2 separate regions of the Hordeum vulgare genome follow, and region 2 is linked to region 1. A link is a contact called in public Hi-C data. All regions are on one chromosome and are shown on one strand. Each heading gives the region's core, a stretch centred on a gene start, on an enhancer-like site or on the middle of the called end of the contact. The rest is flanking DNA. Distances are from core to core; before and after follow the strand shown.

What was found. A called contact is a pair of places that touch in the nucleus more often than the background predicts.
Region 2: a Hi-C map of seedling shows a contact between it and region 1, with 5 times the contacts expected there. The contact joins the promoter of LOC123440257 here to the promoter of LOC123444422 in region 1. A contact is called at or near these places in 1 of 6 Hi-C or Micro-C datasets (seedling) and 1 of 1 datasets of contacts at active chromatin or transcription factors (embryo).

Annotation. Positions count from the first base shown.
Region 1 is chr3H:488,058,904-488,062,370 of MorexV3_pseudomolecules_assembly, reverse strand. It overlaps LOC123444422 (3-hydroxyisobutyryl-CoA hydrolase-like protein 5), which reads left to right and starts at 1,822. Exons shown (of 15, transcript XM_045121126.1): 1 at 1,822-1,955; 2 at 2,051-2,134; 3 at 2,245-2,313; 4 at 2,709-2,772; 5 at 2,876-2,949; 6 at 3,035-3,118; 7 at 3,411-3,467. The coding sequence starts at 1,926.
Region 2 is chr3H:488,477,954-488,481,558 of MorexV3_pseudomolecules_assembly, reverse strand. It overlaps LOC123440257 (ethylene-responsive transcription factor ABR1-like), which reads right to left and starts at 2,270. Exons shown (of 1, transcript XM_045116833.1): 1 at 809-2,270. The coding sequence starts at 1,927. The coding sequence ends at 1,124.

The sequences.
Region 1 (3,467 bases), core at 573-3,072:
TCTAGCCCGCTCGCCCCCCGAATTCGTCCCTGCATGCTACATGACATTGTTGTTGTATTGGCGGCCATGACCGCGAATCGTGAAAGGTCTGCAAAGAGGCTCCTAAAGTACTCACTTACGTCTTCATGTACCATAAACTTTATTTATCATATTACTCCCTCCCGCTAAAGAAAGAAGGCTAATAACTTTTGACTCAACTGAAGTGATATGAAGTTCTGATCAGTTTTATATAGAAAATTGTCAACAACTATAAACCAAATTAGTATTATTAGATTTGTCTTTCTAAAGTTGCCTGAAGGACAACATACTTTCATATTCACTTCGTGTTGACTAAACAAGTCCATGAGAAAAATATTTTCATGTCCACTTTGTTGTAACCCATTGGCCGTGGACGAATCTCCAGTTCAACTACCCAGCTCGATTTTTTCGTAAAAACTGAATCAATACATGATTTTTTTAATGATGTGTACAGTATTTAATAAAAGAAGACGCTACGAAACTATCCAACTTAGAGCATCTCTAGTAAAACCCTCAAACCCTTAAATCTAAAACCACTTTTAAGGGTTGAGAATTTGCCATTTTTGACACTTTTAAGGGTTGAAAAACAGGGGCAAAGACTAGAACCCTCAAACCCAACCCTTATAACGGAATCAACCCTTATAACGGAATATTCCGTTATAAGGGTTGGGTTTGAGGGTTCTAGTCTTTGTCCCAACCCCAACCCTTAAAACTGTCATTTGGCATTGCACAATTTTCACTAGAAAAACATAATAAACCTTCAAACAAACACGGAAATAAAGATCATTGATGCATGGTTTAATAGTTTTTACATCACACAATCATCATCTTCCCCCTCTCATCGGCACCATCACCAAAAAGTTGCACTTGACGCCATTTCCTAGACCACTTCCACGTCCATCAAGCACCTCGATTGTCGCCGGTGGTGGCGTCTTCCACACCACTCATCGGAGTGTCACCTCGAAGAGTAGAGGACGCACCACAAAATATCCTCTTCCTCTCTGCGATTTCCTCCTTGTAGTCCTTCCACCATTGCAATTGTTCTTGATCCATGTCCTTCTTGGACATCATCATGTGCCCATTCTCTTCCACCATGAGTTCTTTCCATACCTTTGCCTCTTTCACCTTGATCATCCTCTCCTCTTCCACCAGGAGGTTCGGCGACGGCGGCGGTCGGGGCCGCGGGCTTCTTCAGCGCCGCGACCTTCTTCCGCTTCGGGGACGCGCCGGCGGCCTTGGAGGAAGCCCCTCGCGGCCCACGGGAGGACACCTTCGGCCGGCTCTTCTTGACGGTGGCCGGGGCGGGCGCGGCGGCGGCCGGGGCGGGAGGAGGCGGTGCAAGGCCCGCTCGCCGCCGCTTGGCCTCGACGTGGGTCGCCGCCACCACGTCGGCCCCGGTCGGCTGCAGGACGGGGCCGGGGGCGGGGGCGGGCGCGGCGGCGGCCGGGGCCTCCATGGCGGCGAGGACGCGGGACGAGCTGGGGAGGCGGAGCAGTTTTTTCCTCCCGCGCGATGTGTGAAGTGGAGTGCGGGTTGGGGGGAGTTTTCCCTCCCAACCTTCACTTCTACAGGCTGAGAAGGGGTTTGAGGGTTGGACCTCTAATTTTTTTTACGGGTTTAAGGGTTCTAGTCTACGCCGTTTTTCTGATAAAAACTGTAGAAAAAACGGTTATTTTTAAGGGTTTGAGGGCTGTACGAAAGATGCTCTTAGTAGTCAAGCCCCCGGTACCAAACACGTCTCAGATCACACCTACCCCAAAGGCCCTAGGCTCCTAGCTTACCAACCCACTCCCCTAACCCTTCTTCTTCCCTCCCACACCAATGGCCCCTTCACCAACCCCAATTGAGCACCCGCCTCACCTCGCGAGCTGGTACGCGTCAAAGAAATCTGCAGCTCCAGATTCGCCATGGCTCAACAACAACCCAATCCCGACGAGGTAACGACCCCAGCACGATTCTTTGCTTCTCTTCTTCGCCGCGATCTCACCAGCTCACCGGAGGAGATGACGCGGGAATCCGACTCTCTGCGCAGGTCGTGCTCGGTCAGGAGATCAACGGCGCGAGGGTGGTCACCCTCAACCGCCCGCGCCAGCTCAACGGCATCAACGACAGAGTGGTGCGCCCTCTCGCTCTTGGCTCGGGGGATGCTGGATCAGAAGTGTGTGTTTTTTTGCAGTGGAATGCTAATAAGCCGGCTCGCGACTGCTTATTTGTCTTTGCTTCTAGGTATATCTCCTAGCGCAGCTCTTGGAGAAATGGGAGAAAGATGACGATGCCAAGCTGGTCATCTTCAAGGTGCGTCCTATTCATCGGCAAATGCCGCAACATGTTTAAGCTGCTATACTGCTTAGGATGGTAACCAGGGCTGGTGTTTAAGAGCATCATGTTTTCCCATAGTTGGCCAACTCTCAGGAAATAAGAGCATCATGTTTTCCCATAGTTGGCCAAGTCTCAGGAAATTAACGCAACACAGAAACTGATTGCATTTAACCCAGTGTACAGCATATATTCGCTAATCCAAAGGAAATGCCAAATGTCATGTTCAACAAGTTTTAATGTTCGGCAATAACATTACGTGGTACTGAAATTCGGTGTCCTGCACAATTTTTTGTTTGTTTGGAAGCTGTTGTGGTATTCAGCAATTGTCAGTTGTCACAAGTGATATGAATGTGAGGTTTGATGATCAACAGGGAGCAGGACGAGCATTTTCTGCTGGCGGGGACCTAAAGATGTTCTACGAAGGGAGATCATCAGGTGGGATTCTCAGAGTCGCCGTGCTGTGATGTTTGATTTACATCATCAGTGATTTATATTTTCAGACTGTTTGTAGATATTGATTGATATGACTTCTTTGTAGATGATTCCTGCCTCGAGGTCGTGTATAGGATGTACTGGCTCTGCTATCACATCCATACATACAAGAAAACCACGGTGATGCCCTTGTAACATATTCAAGGAAAATTCCCTATACTGGAGATGTTTTATCCTGAAAATATACGCTTGTGCATTCATACAGGTGGCTCTTGTTAATGGACTTGTCATGGGTGGAGGTGCGGCCATGGTTGCTCCGCTGAAATTTGCAGTTGTCACAGAGAAAACGGTACGGATCAATTTATGCCACACTTATGTCCTGTTAGTGATACATTCGTTTGTAGATTTCCCAAATGTTTGCGCATCACTTTCTTAATAGTCCAGTTATCATATATCAAAGTAACTAAGTAAGTATCTATGCCTTTTCTATTGATGTTCTATCCGTTTGAACATTTGGTAAAAAGAATAATTCTTGTACAAATTTTTAAATGAGACCCAATCGTACTTGAATACTAGATTCCAGTGTAGTTATATGTATATCTCTTCAGAGTTTCTCATAAGGATAATTTCTATTTGTATAGGTTTTTGCCACTCCCGAGGCAAGCGTTGGACTACACACAGATTGTAGCTTTTCTTAT
Region 2 (3,605 bases), core at 1,021-3,520, 420 kb before region 1:
GAGACCACTTCTTTGGCGCCTGAGTTTACGAGCTTATATACGGGATCTGTTGAAAATGCTCTTAAACTCTGTCAAATTTTCAGGTAGGAGCGAACCTTCATACAGTCAAGAGGGCCATTGCTCCCATGGAAACTTTAGCTAAACTCTTATAGTACCCTAAATATTAAGGGAAAGTCTTACCTTCCACCGGCTGATCCGCGCGATCCATCCGTCGGTCGCTCGTCCGTTAAATCTCGCCTCGACCTAATAACCGTTTACTGAAACTGGACCGTTGTTTCAGAAACTGGGTAGTTGTTTCAGAAATTGAAACAACGTCTAATCGCGAACCGTTTCCTGAAACTGGATCGTTGTTTCAGAAACTGGGCAGTTGTTTCAGAATCTGGAACAGCGTGGTGATCAGCTTCCCAGAGGCCAGGAGCACGTCGGCAAGGTCGGACCCATGGCGGCCGCGAACGCCGAGGGCGACTGCGGAAGGTCGGCGTTGGGCACGGCGAGCAGCGTCAGTAAGGACCGCCTGGACGTCGACGGCAGCGGCCGGAGGAGCGCCAGCAGCAGCCCCGCCAGCGCGAGGAGGATGAGGCACCGCGAGATCTGTCCCCGCATCTATTATTTTCGCAACGCGGCTATTGTTTCTGCAACTCGACCTCTGTTTCATGAACTATTAAATGCGGGAACGTAGATCGGACGACTGCATCGATACATCCAACGGTCGTTGAGGTGGCGGATGTTTACTAAACATCCGTCGGTGGACGCGTAGCAGCAAATATTAAGCTTGAATAAAAAAAAAATCTCAGAGTTAATGCATGACTTATCTTCTTCGTCCCCTCAACTATCTTCATGAAGCTGTATACTAGTACTACTGCTGTACAATTGTCAATTGACAGGTTGATAACCGTAGAGAAATCACCAAAATAGCATCTTGTGCCTTTGCCCGAAGCTAGAGACGATTACCCACCAAACGCAAATTGACCCACCACGCATGAACGGTTACAGAATGGAATTCAATGTCGGATGCCTAACTAAGAAACTGACCACGCACCGCTAATATAATAATATAAGAGAAAGAAACAATCGGCGAGCGAAGGAACGCACGCGTCACGGATTCACCTCCCCGCCGCAGCGTTCACCTCGCCCCATCGGCGCCGCCGCGGCGCGCCCCGTCCGCCGCGACGGACGTCGGGAAGTTGAGCAGCGCCTTGGCGCCGCGCAGGCGGAACGCGGCGCGGTCGTAGGCGACGGCCGCCTCCTCGGCCGTGCCGAAGGTGCCGAGCCACAGGCGCGCGCCGTGCCGCGCCGGGTCCCGGATCTCCGCCGCGTACTTGCCCCACGGCCGCCGCCTCACCCCGCGGTAGTGCGGCCGCTCCTCCCCGGCCCTCCCGGCGGCGCCTGCCCCGCCGCCGTCGGCCGTGCCGGTACCACCGGCGGCAACGGCCCTCGCCGTCTTCGTCGGGGGAGGGGTGGAGGAGGGCGGGGCGGCGGCCAGGGCGGAGGCCTCGTGGAGGACGTCGAAGAGGAGCATGTCGAGGGAGTCGTTCTCGTTGAGGGGGAGGTAGTACTGGCCGTGGCCGTGGGTAGCGGCACCGGCCAGCGAGAGGGACGCGTCCATGCCGGCGCCCGCGCCCGCGCCGGGCGTGGCGAGGTGGTCGGCGCCGAGCGGGAGAGGCATGCCTGCGCGCGGGTGGGGCGTGGGGTTTATTAGCTTGCTGCGTACAGCCGGAGAGAGTATGTTGCTATTTAGGCCGGAGAAGGCTTCCCCGGCAAGACACTGGCTGGTTTTCTTGGGGAGCATTGACGAGGTGGAGACCGCGTGGGCACTCTGTGCCCACGATTCTTGGGGAGGAAGGCAAGGCAGAGGAGGACAAAGGAAAACAACGGAGCCGTGGTGGAATTTTTCATTTTTCAAGTGATGAGCAGAGACCCGTGACATAAATCGTCGTCGGAGCTCCACGCCCAGGGACGAGCAGCCCGGGGCCCCGGCGGGAAGAGTCGTGGTCGTGAACAAGTGTTGTTCTCGAAGGGACGGACAGGCCGGACAGAGGTTCTGGACTTGTTGGGTTGTTTTGCCTGCTCCGTCCACGATCAGTAAGGGGTGCGCACTGCACTCTCTTCTTTTTGACAATGCGCGTGTTTTATTTTTGTGTAGCAAGGGTCGGTCGAAATCACTCTTCTGATCTTGTCAGTGAAGATACACGCAAACTGAACTTGAAACTGAAGAATTTTATAATCTGATCCTTTTGACAACGTTATGGACCACGGTGTTCCCGTTCAATACAGAAACGCCGAAGTAGATTGCGTTTCTACGAAATATGAAAACACCGTCCGAAATCGTGAATCTGTCCTGGCCCACTAGCAGGCTAGCCCACGTTACTCGGTGACGTGACATGCCCGAAACGCTGATCCGGTATGCATCATAGTAACCATTACCTGCCGGTACAAGAAGGCTAAGGCCGCCGACCCCCCAACTCCACTTAACAACCCAGTTACGAAGAGGGTCCAAGAACATCCATGAGACCGTATTCCCCGTGCCATGCGGAAACACCACTTGGGTCAAAAGGTTTCATAAGTAAGCCGTGGCGTACCTCTCCACAACAGCCGGACTGGCATCCCGTGGACACTCATAGAAATGTTCTTGTAACCATGAGAACAACACACCGGATGTCCTCGAATCCATCTTGGTTTCATGAATCCACGATGGTGGTTCAACACCAACCAATCCTGCAACCCGTTGTCGCCACCCCTCAGAATTCACCTTCCCGGTAAGAGCCATGCCCTCGATCGGTAGCCGGGAGATCATCGCTATATCCTCCAAAGTGATGGTCATCTCACCAAGAGCAAGGTGGAAAGAGTGCGTCTCCGGCCTCCAACGGTCCGTAAGGGCAGTAATGGCCATCGAGTTCAGCCGGGGTGGTGTGCCTTTAAAGTTGAGCACAAATTGAAGAAGATCCATTCTTCTAAAATAAGGCTCATAGCGACGGTCATATATGAGAGATTCATGCGGGTTGTGGCCCCTCAATCGAAGAACTAACGGAACCTAAAACCCCCCGCACATTTTTTGTTACTTCTATCAATTTGTCACAATATGAAAATCAAAGAATGTAGATACATAATTACCTCCCCTCTTTCCACTACCACAACACGATGCTTCTTTTCGTAATAATCATCAAGGTCGGGGTATTTATCCGGCTTAAACATCCTACATAATAGGTTTAGCAACAAATAATCTTAGGATTTAACACACTATATTTCTACCGTTTCACCATGAAGAATAAGAGAGGGAGAAGAAGAAGGGAAAGGGGACAAATCACAAACAACCAATTTTAGGGTTCACCATGTTTCAAAAAATGCATCTACAGTAATCAATCTTGATTGAAAAAATTGGAGTAACGGAAGGAGAATACCTCAAGCAACTTTGGGATGGTCCGATCTACTCCTTTTGATGGCAAAAATGAAGGATTAGGGTTGGATTTGGTGGAGAAGAAGAGATGGGCAGAGGTGAAAGTGCAATCATGTCCTTAATCATATTTTGATGTTGTTGACAACATACACATAGGGAACTAATCACCTCTGTCAAGTGCATTTCAGGATACTTCCCATGAGATTATTTG